3 separate regions of the Mus musculus genome follow, and regions 2 and 3 are each linked to region 1. A link is a contact called in public HiChIP or PLAC-seq and promoter capture Hi-C data. All regions are on one chromosome and are shown on one strand. Each heading gives the region's core, a stretch centred on a gene start, on an enhancer-like site or on the middle of the called end of the contact. The rest is flanking DNA. Distances are from core to core; before and after follow the strand shown. Region 1 overlaps Fndc3b (fibronectin type III domain containing 3B). Region 2 has its middle 4.8 kb from the start of Gm42195. Region 3 holds the start of Pld1 (phospholipase D1).

Evidence for each region. Promoter capture Hi-C pulls out the DNA fragments that hold promoters and counts their contacts. HiChIP or PLAC-seq counts read pairs in DNA pulled down with a chosen protein or histone mark.
Region 2: an H3K27ac HiChIP or PLAC-seq map of heart atrium shows a contact between it and region 1, with 2.9 times the contacts expected there. The contact joins two enhancer-like sites. A contact is called at or near these places in 4 of 39 promoter capture datasets (the 3T3-L1 cell line, embryonic stem cells and liver), 1 of 484 Hi-C or Micro-C datasets (nephron progenitors) and 1 of 115 datasets of contacts at active chromatin or transcription factors (heart atrium).
Region 3: a contact with region 1 is called in a promoter capture Hi-C map of the 3T3-L1 cell line, with 5 times the contacts expected there. The contact joins the promoter of Pld1 here to the enhancer-like site in region 1. A contact is called at or near these places in 5 of 39 promoter capture datasets (the 3T3-L1 cell line, 3T3-L1-derived adipocytes, cranial neural crest and 1 more) and 3 of 9 other capture datasets (adipose tissue, embryonic stem cells and pancreatic islet).

The regions. Positions count from the first base shown.
Region 1 is chr3:27,629,504-27,634,254 of GRCm38.p6, forward strand. All of the region lies in intron 2 of Fndc3b (fibronectin type III domain containing 3B), which reads right to left. Among named protein-coding and RNA genes, the nearest start is that of Mir3092, 47 kb to the left of the region's middle. Within about 2 kb of position 1,833, at least 53 of the 459 cell types and tissues checked have an H3K27ac peak or open chromatin away from gene starts, as enhancers often do. A contact at or near this core is called in heart atrium, where this site is marked.
Region 2 is chr3:27,902,699-27,907,301 of GRCm38.p6, forward strand. No RefSeq gene overlaps it. Among named protein-coding and RNA genes, the nearest start is that of Gm42195, 4.8 kb to the left of the region's middle. Within about 2 kb of position 2,478, at least 30 of the 459 cell types and tissues checked have an H3K27ac peak or open chromatin away from gene starts, as enhancers often do. A contact at or near this core is called in heart atrium, where this site is marked.
Region 3 is chr3:27,936,831-27,941,693 of GRCm38.p6, forward strand. Pld1 (phospholipase D1) reads left to right here and starts at 1,850. Exons shown (of 27, transcript NM_001164056.1): 1 at 1,850-1,920.

The DNA of each region.
Region 1 (4,751 bases), core at 583-3,082:
ACTCTCCGCTAACCAACTTAGGCATAACCATGGATCTAAGGATACCAGGATACAGTTAAAAGAGCCAGTCTAAAAGATGGAGGCTTGGTCCCAGGTAGGAGGCCCCACCACGTGGCCCACTTGACCTCCAAAGCCCTTATTTCCTCACTATAGAAAACAGAGACTACTTCCCCACTTCACACAGGAACAGGCCTCGCCTGGTTAGTAGCTATGACTAATACTTCTTACCATGGACAAGTTGGAGTTAAGTGAAGGAGATTAAAGAAAAACAGTTTACCAAATTTGCCATGTTTCACATTATCCCTAAAATCTAAACTTCCACAGGTACTCTCTCTGACTCAGTGTCTGCTCTCTAACTCTGGCTCTCTGGTTGCACCTGCCAAGCATGCGCATTTCAGGCTCCGGTCGGCCTCCCTGGATCCTGGCAAGATGGTGAGCCTGGCATCCACTTGCAAAGGTTCTGAAATCTAAGCGCCTTATGGCTTTGGAACAATTCAACCTGCCTAGAGACACTTCTAACTAAGATTGTCATAATGCGAGCCATCAATAAAGGGTTGCTGACTTGTGAATCCAGGAGAGGGGTCCTATCTGGCTGCTTTGTGTTTCAGTTCTTACTTTCAGATATTTTGTATTAGTATCTTAATTGAGATTAAGCAACATACCATACAGTTTATGCACGTGAAGTATTTTTGGTACACTCACATAGTTGGTACCCATGACGCAAAACATGGTAGGAGATTTCCAACACCCCATCTTCCTCAGTTCCTCCAGCCCTTACATGTACTTCTGGTCGGTCTCACGGTGGATCTTATTATACAAAGACAAAAATACCACAATGCAAAGGAATCCTTTCACTTAGCAATGAGTTGTCCAGGCTGTCCATGTCATCTCATTCATTTCTTTTTCTCTCCTACGTAATATTCCATTTTTAAATATACTACATTTGGCTCATCTTTTCATCAGTTAATTTACATTTGATTTGCTTCTAAAACTCTTGGTTGTTCTGCATAATTGTGCTCTGAATATTCATAGTCCAGTTTCTGTGGGATACTAAAGGCCATTTCTCTTGAATATGTTTGAGATAACATAACGTATAATTAAGGTTTTTGGAAGACTGTACAGCAGAAGCACCTGGCACTGTAGCTGTCCTCTCAAAGCGCACTGAAGATGTCAACTCAGATCCCTCAGGATGCTTCAAGCATTCTTAACTCTTTGATAGGTTACCCACCATACGTGGAAGAAAGACCTAAACAGTTACACATATGGATACCCCAGAGAAAAACGTTTATACAAATGGATACCTAGGATTACAAAGTTTAAGGTTGGGTGTGCTGCCAAGTCTAGCATATGGAAGGTGGAGGCAGGATCAGGAGGTCTAAGCCAGCCTTGGCTACAAAGTGAGTCCAAGGATAGGCTTGGCTACATAAGACCCTGTCTGTGGAAAAACAAAAAACAAAAAACAGAGCTAAAGTGTTGGGGATGAAGATATGCTATAGCAGTAAAAATTCATCCAACAGGTTCAAGCCTGTCACCGTGGAGGTGGGGCTTAGATACAATGCTGTCCAGTTAGTTTTCCTTTTTGTGTTAGAGTGCAGGGGCCCCCTCCCTAAGGAACGGATGGAAGTCCAGACACGGTACACTCCTAGTCTCAGAAGCACAAGGACCTTCTGGCATGCGAAGGCCAACATGCACATCACCAATCCGCCTGATTCCTCCCTCTCTCTGCACTAAGATCAAATTCAGGACAGACACCAGGCTCTGCGGAGTGCAAAGGAAAACTGTGACAAAGATTTTCCAGCCTCCCTGCCCCTCCTCCCCACGAGCCCTCAGTGCACACAAGCACATAGCTGATTCTCTGCACATCTAATTTGGGGCCAGCTGATGTACCATGACATCAGTGCAGCACAGTGAGCCAAGTTTAAACTCCATCTGGGACAAATAATGTCCAGGCCCGCTGGGACTTCTCTTGTTTATATACACTGACTAAAGATGTCTTGGTGGTAAATGAACCAACTCTCCAGACTTATTTCCCAAGGCATCCAGAACAATATTCTGCACCCTGAAGCAACTCCCTGCTTAGAGTTCTTTCCAAGGCTGTGCGTAAGTGATTTTTAACAGAACACATGATTTTGGAACATGTAATTAACATCTTGAGGAGAGTCAAAGTCCAAGCAGCCCTTTCTTGATCTGAAACAAAGAGAATGAGGAACCCGCTAGCGAGTGGGTGTGGTGAGGGTAGGATAGTTCAACCAAACCCCACATGACACTGAATCCTACCTCCGCGGAAGACCTGCGGCCTCCTGAAGACCAGCGAGGAAAGCTTTTAAGGTACAGTGGCGTGGCTGAGAGGTCACGTCCCTTCCTTTTGAAGACCAAAACCCAGTTTGTGTTTTTAGCCTGGCATTACATAGAGGAACCATTACAAATTCAGGAAGAAAAACAAATCACCTAATATTCAAGTCTTTTTTCTTTTCTCTCATTTCTTGGGGGGGTGGGGTGCGGTGGGGTCAGGGGTCAGAAGATGGAGTTTCTCTTGTAGCCCTGGCTGTCCTGGAACTCTGTAGACCAGGCTGGCTTCAAACTCAGACATCTGCCTGCCTCTGCCTCCTGAGTGTTAAGATTAAAGGCATGTGCCACCACCAGAACCCTGGCTAGTTCCAAGTCTTACACAGAGGTCTCCTGAGTCTCCAAACCTGCCTCTACTGTGACTCGCCTCTTAAGTGAAAATGAAGGGTGGGTTTGGAAGGAAAGCAGAGGTGAGAGGCCCCTGCCCACTCACCCACACCCTCAAGGAAGAGTCCCAGTTCGCTGCTCACCAGAACTCTCACAGTGCTGACCTCAAAAGGGAACTGCTGACCATCTCAGGGAAAGAATCATTCCTTGTAAAACTTCTGGGACCCGACAGAGACCTGGGCTGGAATCTGAAAAGCCTTGATTCCCACTTCAATTCCAAAGGAAAAATCAAGCCTCCAGACACTCTCATTGTGGCTTGGATCTCATGTCGCAGAGCCAGTCACTTAGTCACTTGCCAGGTCTTGAAAATAACATAGGGATCCTAACTACAAGAACTAATGAAGGGGTACATGGGGGGAGGGAGGGAAGGAGGGAGGGAGGAGGAGGAGGAGGAGGAGGAGGAGGAGGAGAGAGAGAAAGAGAGAGAGAGAGAGAGAGAGCATGAATATTCTCTTTTGCACATACATACTTGTGAAGACCAGAGTCTGTATTAGGTACCTTCCTCTACTGGCTCTCTTCCTTATTTTCTGAGATATGGTCTCTCCCTGAACTCACAGCTCACCAACGGATCAGCACAGCAAACTAATGGGGTCCTCCGATCCACTTGTCTTCAACTCCCTGACTCCCAAATACTAGAATGTCAGGTGTGACCATGCCTAGCTTTTACAAGGGTAGTGGAGATACAAACTCAGGTTCTCGCTTATGTGACACACCAGGTGCTTTAGCCACTAAGCCCTCTCCCCAAAGCCAAGAGGAACAGTAAACTGTGTAATATATTACCATGCAAAACTCCATCTAACTGCCTACCTGCACAATACAGATAAAAAAGGGCACAAGCCAGGCATATCTTCCTTCTTGGAACTTCCTAGAAGAGGCCCTGGGTGAGATCAAGTCCCAGCCATGTGACTTGCCAGCTGCAAACCCTTAACCTTTCTCCCCTCAAGCTTAGCCTAGAAATATGCAGGCCTTCACCTTACATGCTATGTGACCACTAAATGATGAACTAAGTAAGGGCTTAGCATAGACTCTACCCCAGCAGAAGCCCTCAGCTATGACCGTCCCTTCCCTTGCTTCGGGAGAAGCAAAGAAAGCAAACTTTGAAATAAAATTCACACTTTGCAACAGCTCAAGTCACTGTCTATAAGCATCCACTCAATTAAAAGTTGTTGAGACTAGAATTTTTCCAGTGCCCAGCAAGCTTACAAATCCCACTTGAACTTGAAGGAAACCAAGGGTCTAAGTAAACACATCTGACCTTTATCTTATCTATTGCATTGCTAAAACAAGAGAATATGTTCAAGAGGCAAATTCAGACTTTTATCCTAAGTATCCCTGAGCTACCCCAGAGTAACCAACACAGAACCAGCCACTGTCCCTCTTGCCAGAAGGTCCTCATCCCTGGCATGTTGTCTTCAAGACAAGTTCACTGAGGGGTTGAAGTAGCCTGGGGCAGAAGGACAGTTACTGGGAGGTAGGAGGGTGTGAAACATCCAACCACAGCAACCCACTTCACAAATAGAAGAGAGTCTAAGAAGTAATGCCACAGGGATACCCACTATTGGTAGAAGGTATCCTCTACCATCCAAGTCTATACTCCACTAATACCCCAGGTCCTTAAAAACTGCTACAGCTTATATAAATTTATAAAAATTTAATTGTGGGGGGCTGGAGAGATGGCTCAGCCATTTAAGAGCACTGACTACTCTTCCAGAGGTCCTAGTTCAATTCCCAGCAACCACATGGTGGCTCATAACCATCTCTAATGAGATCTGATGCCCTGTCCTGGTGTGTCTGAAGACAGCTACAGTGTATATAATAAATAAATAAATAAATAAATAAATAAATATTTAAATTTTTTTAATTATGTCTACCTCATAGATACAATTTGCAGACAGGATCTAGGAAAATCCACAGTCTGATTCCTTTCCCTCTAGCAGAGAGGAAGCTAAGGCTACAACTGGGTAGTAAGGAAGAGACAGACAAAACAAGAGATAACTGTATCTAGTTTTAGATTAGAC
Region 2 (4,603 bases), core at 1,228-3,727, 270 kb after region 1:
AAAGTCTTTTGGACCTCTAGAAATTTGTGATCAGTGTGGAAACAAAGTCCTTTTTCTGTACTTTCCAGGTGGGAAAGCCAGGCAAGGTAGAGTGTTATAAAGGAAGCCAGATGAGGCACAGGTGTTACAAAGGAAGCCAGGTGAGGCACAGGTGTTATAAAGGAAGCCAGGTGAGGCTCAGGTGTTATAAGGGAAGCCAGGTGAGGTGCAGGTAGGTGTTAAAATAATTCGTCTCATGCCTTCAGCCACCAGTTTCTCTGCTCAAAGCTCCCTCACAGTGATGGTCTCACTCAGTGTTCCATCTCCACCCCCACTATTCTTGGGGCTCTATTACTTTTTTTGTGAACAAATTTCTGACAGGAAGAAAACTTGGGGGAGGGCCAACCTGTCTGGGCTCACCCCTGAAGGTGACATGGCCTACTATGGTGACTATAGTGGAGGTAGCTGGTCCCACTGCAGTAGCAGTCAGGAAGCAAAAGGTCAACAGAGAGGGGACAGAGATGAGGACAAGGCTATAAAATCTCAAGACCTGTCCCATTGACTCCCTTCCTTTAGTGAGGCTCCATTTTCTAAAGGTTCCACAACTAATCCACCAGCTGGAGACCAAGTATTTAGATTACATGAGTCTGTGGAGTTTACTTCAAATGATGGCATGACTTTATCGTACTGATTTTATTCTCATAGCTCTTGGCTTACGTGCTAATTGTGTCTTCCCCACTAGAGTGGAGCTCTGTGAATGCAAAGCCTTTGTTTTAGTTACTGCATACCAGAAACAAGAACACTATCCAGCCTGGAGTACATGATGAGGGTAGACTGGTGGGCTGAAAGAGAATCATTAAATGAACGAGGCTGTGTCTCTCACAGTTGCTAGTGCATGTAAGCTATCTGCTATAGAAGCCAGTTCTGCAGTTCTTCCCTGAGAGACACATGATTCCTGCTCCCTTGAACCCCTCCAGCTTCTCCTCTCTGAAAACCCACATGGAGGCACAAGCGTTGTCTTCAGGGAGAGCTAAACCAGTTGGGAAACTGCACTGGGAATACATCATTTGTGCATCAGATACAGGCATAGGGGAAAGGCACATTGAAGTAAGCATGCTGGGATTGCCTTAACCCTGCTGTATGGGCACCAGCATAAAATCACATAACTTGGTGGTGAACAGAAGAAGGCACAAGTCACAGACTAGCCTCTCAAGAGTCCAGCGAGGACTGTCACCTCTGAGTAAGAGCTCTGATGGGCAGTTCTTTAATCTACTAGTGATGCTGATCTGAAATCTAGCCCCTGCTCATGGTAATCAAACAGGGTGGGGGACAGAGTCAGTTGTTTGCCTAGCATGTGTGAAGCCTTGAGTTCCATCCCCTGCACTGAACAAACCTCATGTGGTGGTATGTATGTCATATAGGCAGGAGAATTAGATCAGTCATCTTCAGCCACATAGAGAGTTCAAAGCCAGCCTCCGGTGCCTACGATCCTGACAGGAAAGAAGGAAGGAAGGAAGGAAGGAAGGAAGGAAGGAAGGAAGGAAGGGAGGGAGGGAGGGAGGGAGGGGGGAAGGAAAAAAGAAAGAAAGAAAGAAAGAAAGAAAGAAAGAAAGAAAGAAAGAAAGAAAGAGAAAGAAAGAAAGAAAGAAAGAAAGAAAGAAAGAAAGAGGAAGGAAGGAAGAAGGGAGGGAGGGAGGGAGGGAGGGAGGGAGGGAGGGAGGAAAGACAAGAAAGGAAGACAGAGAAAGGAAGAGAGAGAAGAGAAGACAAGCAAGGGAATTGAACTGTGCAAACTCTTTGTCCTACTGTATCTCCATACAGATGATATCATAATTGTCATAATATTTTCTGAGATGAAGAAATTGGTAATATGAACATAGCATTTAGGTTATTAGGAGCTAGGTCTCATTACAAGCATCATGCTTTGGTGGCATATCTATGGTATTAGCACTGTATAGAAAGGCTAGTAATGTTTACTTTTCAACCCACCCAGATTTCCATCCTTGCTGTTTGTTTGTTTCCACAACAGAAAAGAAAAACCACAACAAAAGAGCATTTGAGTAACTTCCATATGACAAAGCATTCACATTTTTTTCTCACTGTCTATACAAAACAAACTGACAAAGCTGGGGCCAAGCAAGGCCACCTTATCTAACAAGAGAGCTCACGGAAACGGGTGTGTTACTAACAGTGGAAAGCACGAAGGGGTAAGCCAACTGGAGAGTCTCAGGCGGACATTAAGAACTAGCCATGCTTAGCCTGTCATTTCATGGACTGAATCCATTGTTAAACTCCCAAGAAAAAGCATCCAATGGCCGCCAGTTCTGGCCTTCCAGGGTCAGCTGTTAGCACCTCTCTGCTCTCTCCTTGTTTAGCACGGGGTGCCGCTCTGCTGCTATTTATAGACAGGTGGCAGGAACCTAACCTCCCAGTTATAGTCGCTCTCAACCATCCTCTGCCAGCACAGCCATTGTCACGTTCTGCTTCCTCTGAATGGAGCAGGTGTGACTCACCGTGCCCATTGAAACAGCAGCCCTGGGAAGGAGTGATCGATACGTGCTCGGAAAGGCTGGCCCAAAGTTAAATTTTTGTAATTGTCCTAATTCAAATATTTACTTAAAGTCTGTTTTTATATTATGTGCAGTTCAAGGGGAATGACATTGTCAGCTGTGCATTTCCTGGAACTGACTGACTGCCACAAGGCCACAGATAAAGTTTGTTTATAGAAAAACAAAATATGAAATAGAAATAACACTGTCCTGGTTGTGGGTTTGTGCTCCCACACACACTGGAGGGAGGGAGGAAGACACCCTACAACCTTTCCTCTACTGACAAAAGGCAAAGATGCTTTCACCCCATCTAGTGACGGAGAGCCACCATCCTGAGACAGTGTATCAGCTGCCTTCCCCATTGCTGTGCCCTGAAACTTGACAAGAACTATCATTAGCAAAGAAGGGTGTATCTTGCCTGCCGGTTTAAGGGGATACAGAACATCACAGCAGGGGACATGTGGTGACGGGGGGGGGGGGGGGGTGTCTTGTCACACTGTATTTACAGCCAGGATGTGGGGTGACGGATGCTGCTCTTTAGCCGACTGTCACCTCTTAATTAAATCGTGGGACCCCTAACCCTACGCAGTGGCATCACCCACATTTAGGATGTTAACTTAATTCAGTATAGAAACTCCCGGTTTTCCTCAGATAATTGTCTGCTAGGAACTCCAGACGCTCCCAAGTTGACAATAGTAAGTGTCATAGAAAGTCTAGGACAAAAGCAGATTTTCAATTTACCTTTAAGCTTTAACGACCCAGAGTTGTGGTGGCCGAGGTGGGAGAGTTGCCATGAATCCTGGGCTACAGTGTCTCAAAGAAGGAGGCAGACAAATGGATTCAACTCTTCCGTGTAAGTGAGTCCTCAGCCTGGTTACCTGGTTCTGTGAGCTTGGATAAATTCAGGCTGGCTTGGCACAGCGCGGAGGCTCGAGGCCTACAAGTTGCTTGTGTGTAACTACTTGATAAGTGAAAACCTTCCTGGATATACGGAACAAAACCACATGCAGCTTATAGCTGCTCTCCATGTTATTACTTCCTATTTTCATTATTTATCAGTTATTGTTTTTCTGATAATGTTAAGTAGGCAACATGCTCATAGCACTCCTAGAGTTTGGCTTTTCTTTCATTGTATTGTTTTGTTAGTGGTATTGGATATTGAAGCCTTAGGCAGGGCCTTATGCATGCTAACCACACAGACTTCTGTTGTAGTACACCCCTATCCCTAGCTTCCTTGCTGATAGAAAACATGTGTATGTGTATGTGTGTGTGGGGGGGCTGGTGGCTAAGGAGATGGTGCAGGTGGTAAAATGCTTGCCATGTAAGCGGAGGATCTACCATGTTTTAAAAAGGCCAGTGTGTCTTTCCTTTACTCTCCAGCAGTAGAAGCACTGGGGCGGCATAGGCAGGAGGACCCTTGGGGCTAGCTGGCCAGCCAGCGTAACTAAATCGGTGAGCTCCAGGTCCAGTGATTCAGTTTCAAAAGCTAGAGAGTGACTGAGGAAGACTCCTAATGTCAAGCTCTGGCCTCCACACACGTGTACACACACACACACACACACACACACACACACACACACACACACGTGAGGTGGTATGAAGAGACCTGGAATGTCGCTCAACCAATAGACTGAGTGCCTAGCACGCAGGAATCTCCTGATTGGCTGACTCCTCACCACTGCAGAAAACTAGCCTGGTGGTTCGCACCTGTTCTGTCAGCAAGTGGGGGCAGGGCTGTCAGAAGTTGAACATCATCTTCAAGCACACAGGGAGGCATGTTCACAGGCCAGCATGGGATAGGGATGAGATAATGTCTCAGAGATGTGGGGTGGGGCACAGGGACAGAGGGAGGGAGGGAGGGAGAGAGGGAGAAATCTTGATGCTATTACAGAGCTTTGAGGACAGTGGAAGGAAACTGGAGAGTTAGCTGCTAGGATCACAGCCCAAACCCTCCAGTCCTGTCCTAAAGAGAGGGTTTCTTCTCATGTTTATAGTGCTGGCTTAAGGGCTGATGGAAATAAATACTTGGCTAAAAGCTGACTCTTTTACCAAATGTTCTTCCCAGTTCTCTTGCT
Region 3 (4,863 bases), core at 600-3,099, 310 kb after region 1:
CTGAAAAGAAATAGCTATCACAAACTCTCCAAGGAGTGTAACAATGATCTACAGGATTCTAGTATGTCTAAGATGCGTGTTCGCTAGGGCTTCACTTCCCTGTGGGGTGGTGACCTGTGGTAATCTTTTCACTTTCCTACCTTTTGGGGCAGAATTCCAGTCATTGTATGATAGTTGTCTTATTTATAATTACAATAGTAACAGAAAGACCTATTGTTATGTGTTGATGCCAAAAGTTTCAATGACGACTTTTAAGAAATCAGGATGTAATTTGTACAGCCTGGTGCTTCTCAACCAAATGTCTCACACCATCTAAAGACAAGCTTGTAAGAGTGCGGTTACTCCTAGGCACACACTTATCAAATCATCTGAAATTAATAAACTGGAGGAAGGGAGGAAGGAGACATATGCAGCTTTTCAGTTACTTCCTTGTTATATAGTCTTGCCAAACCCCTCTTAGGCAAGACCCTGTTTGCTCAGAAGGCTGTGCATATAATTGCAAAAATCTGTCAGAATCATAGGATTCAAAAGGCATCAATTATTTCTGTCAACAAGGAAAGAGTGACGGCTGCCCGACTCTGCAATCATTAGGAAAGATGTGCTCAAAAGAGAAGAATGCAGTCAGGGAGGGCTGGGCAGCTCCAGGTTACTTGAAAACTGAGCCCCGCGCTATAATTTCACTCCTCCTCTGTCTGGACAGAAATATTATATTTTTCATTTCATGCAGTGCCATGGGCATGGTAAGACATTATGTAACTGGGTCTGTCTCACTGTATAATACTCAATAAACAATTTCAAAAGACCAACAGCATCAGCAATTTGATGTACAGGAAACTAACTGTTGCATCTTTGGGTTTTGGCTGGAAGCAGTGTTGTGCAACCAGTTTTGGAACTGACTTGTGTTCAAAATTATATTCCCAAAGGATTGCTATTCACACCACCCAGCCACTGGATTTCCCTTGATGACGACTCTCTTAAGTGTATTAAAACGGCAAAGTTACTGTGCGGACAGTTCCATCGGGGTAATGGGACTTTCTCGTTCTCCTCCCATTTTATTTTTACTTTTCTCTCTAACATTTCTGAATTAGACCCAGTACTGATGGCAAGTGGGAGTGAGAAGTGTGAGGGCGATGTGTGACTGAGACAGGAGGATCATGTAGTTTGAGTTCTACCTGTTCTTCATGGCCAACCAGGTATACAGCAGAGACCTAACTTCAAACTAACCAACCGAACACTCGCCACAACACACACACACACACACACACACACACACACACACAGAGAGAGAGAGAGAGAGAGAGAGAGAGAGAGAGAGAGAGAGAGAGAGAGAAGGGGGGTCTGGGGGGACAAGCACGGGCAGTTTTGGGGACTGAAGAGATTGCTGGCTCCAGCAAGCTTAGGGTCAGGCTGGTTCTTTACTTGCCAGCCTCAGTTTCCTTATAAACAGGCAATAACACCTACCAAGACCTACCCGTGGGATTTGCAGGAAGGCCACAGTTGACCTCTACAAAGCCCCTAATTAAGCAAGTCACTTCAGGGCAGGAATATTTCACCAGTTGGCTCGCTGTTGGCTTGTAACTTGCGGGCCAGTCTTGGACAAGGATTGGGCTCAGAGACCAGGGAAGTGAACTTGGTAAGAACAACGCCTGCGTGCGCCCCTGCGCCCCGCGGATAACTGTGGCTGAGTTAGGACACTTGGACAGAAGAAAGTGTTAGAACCGAGGCATGGAGGAAGGCCGGCGGCAGAGGCTGTCACCGAGGCTGGCCGGCGCCGCCCCGCCCCACCCTGCAGACCGGCCGAGTTCCGGGCGGCGAGTCCCAGCGCCCGCCCTTCTTCCGCGGCCCCAGCTGCGCCAGCTGCGCGGGGACCCCCGAAGTCGCCGCCGCCGCAGAGTGTGTGCCCGCGCCCCAGGCCCGCAGGTAGGAGCTGCCGGGGCCAGGCTTGCGGGACTTCTGAGCCCGCAGGACGTTCGCGGTCCTCGTGCTTCATCCCGCCTCTCTTGCCCCTCTCACCAGCCCTGTCCCTGAAGTTCCCTTGGGAACCCTGGAGTCCCTCCCATAGTCTTAATTCCTGTAGTGTCTGCGCTGGCAAGAGCCGCGCGCACACTGACCGCAGGCGAGGACCGCTACCCTGAGAGCAGAGCCGGGTCAGCTGCTGATGTCCTAGCCCCACTCCACTCTCAAGTCCCTGCAGATCCGGGGCGTCCTCTGTAGGATGCACCCCACCCCACCTCCTCGGGTCCCGGGCTCAGTAGATTTGTTCGCTCCCGCTAGATCGTCCCGCGCTCCCTGAGCTCCTTAGCACTGTGGGCTGACCGGGATGGCGACAGCACCAACATCCCGGACCAACCAGGAAGTGCTGCATTCCAGTGGCTTAGAGTCCAGCTGAAGCACAGTGCCGGGCGCCGAGCCACACAGCTGCTGCCTCGGGGCCAAAGATGTGCTGTGCTGAAGTGGAGGAGGGACAGGGGTAGCAATTAAAAGAAAGGCCTGTGTTAGGCAGTTGCTATTTTAGCTCCGACCCAAGATGTTTGGGACTGACTGTTCCGGGTCAGGGAGGGACCTTAGGAGGTCTCTAAGCCATGGGACGGTTTGTTTGAAACAGTCTTCTGTAGCTCAGGCTGCACTCAAAGGCTATGTAGCCAAGGATGACATTCCTGGCCCTCCTGCTTCCATCTCTTAAGTACAGGTCAAGACTTAGAATTTGGCCAGCCCTTTCCCCCATACCCTAGGGCTACCTGCCACGCCTACGTTTGCCTTCCTCACCCCCGCCTCCCAATCTCAGATCACTGCCAGCGGCCTTCTTTCATGAAGCTCAAAACATAATCTTAAGGACCACAGGAGCTTCTGCATTCGACCATTTCTAGATCTTTCCACAGGACGAAGAGCGCTCTTAGACAGCCAGGCCCACCAATTTCAGCTTAGCCAACTCCTTATGACCTTCCCAGGGCCTCTGGAGACTAGCTACCCAGGAAATTCAGAGAGATATTCAGAAGTCCTGACCTGTCAGAGGTGCTGTCAAGGAAGCCTGACGGGTGCAGAGAGCCTAGTTTGAACTAGTCTGTTATGCCTACTTATGCAAGAATCTCTTTCCATAGTACGTGCTTTGTGGCCCACGAGTGAGTTTGTACTCAACTGTTTAGCTTGAATTTGTAAGCAGCCTTTAAATGGTGTGTGGGGACCTTTTAAATGGTTATGTAAGCGGGTATCTGAATTTTTATGAGCCAGTACAATTAGCTTTTCAAATAAATAGTGCGAGTGGAGAAGGTTTTGAGGAGATGGTGTCCTTGCTGTGTTGTTTCTGGCATCAGCGTTTTACACACACTGGTGTTAAGTTCTCTACAGGCTCATTTAGGTTGATTGATTTACTGATAACTAGATGAGTACTGCCTAGTTAATGGACAGCCTGCTCATCAGACCTTTACCGAGAATGCATTTGTGTATGGTCTTAGTATGTAGTATGAATGCTCTTATGCAACTCTGTATGAGAAAAGCATTACACTGACAATTCACCTACCTCTAATTTCAACATGTTTTAAGGATTTATTTTATTTTTAATGATGTGAATATGCTGGCCTGGGTGTGGGTTATGTGCATATGGTGCCTAAGAAGGCCAGAAGAGGCTGTTGCTCAAACTGGGCGCTGTGAACAGGACTCAGATGCTAAGGAAAGGCAGGATGTGCTCCTAATGGCTGGGCCATCGCTTCAGTCCCATTTCTACCCTTTTTCATTTTTTTTTAATTTTAAGTTTTATTTTTATTTTATCAAAATAGACACGTAACTTTGCCATCTTTACAATTTAAAAATAGATGTTTGATCGCACAGCTCTGCCAGTGTGCTACCATCTCCCCCCAGTCCATTCCCAAAGGACTTCTCGACTTCCTTACAAGGTTTAGTAACACTTATTAATAAAGACTGCATTGCAAGCTTCAGTTTTCTCACTGAGTAAGGTTGGATTCTTTTCACAGAGCTTTAAAGAAATTTTATATAGTCTCTTGTATGACCCTGGATGGAACTCACTCTGCTGGTGGCGATTCCTATGAATTATCCATCTTTCTGCCTTTGCTTCTACCTCCCAAATGCTGGAAGTGTAGGGCTGCATTATCATCCCCAGCTCAAGAAAGACACTTTTTTTTCTATATAGCTCAGGCGAGCCTCTCTTTAACTCGCTGGGTTGCAGAAGGTGACTTATGCTTTTGAACATCCTGCCCCCACCCTGACCTAAGTGTTGGGACCCCATGCACACACCAGCATACCTGGTGTTGTGTTGTACATGTTAGGGGTGCACGTGACTAACTGAGCTACATTGTCAGCAAGAAATGCACTTTTAAAGAGCACACATAGAAGGCATAGCCAGATAGGGGGCGCCTGGTAAGTTTTACCTCCATGGGTTGAGGAAGCTTATGTGAGGGTCAGTTGGTAAGCTGATTGGGAGTTGTAGTGGAAACACTTTGCGAGTTTAGCTGTCTAGAGGTACAAACAGAGAAGGGGTTTATTCTTAGTGTTCCCCCCTCTGGATATGTAACAAACAAACAAACAAACAAACACAAACAATCTCAATGTTGTCCCCTTTAGCCGTACAATAGTACCAGGCAACACCATGAGTGAGCCCAGCTAAAGACATGTTTCCAGTACCCAATGACCTTTCTGATCAAACAAGTTTCTGGGTTTAGCAATTTCTTCTCCTCCCCAGCCATATGCTAAAGATCAATGGACCGAACACATGAGATATGGGTCTTTAAACCTGTAGTTAGATTGAGTCATTGTATACAGGAGAAAGGCTGGCATATGGGAGGCTGGGTTTTATGCTTACAATCCTTTAAGTCCCAAAAGCACAAATAGAATGTATTTGCTAGGGTGTGG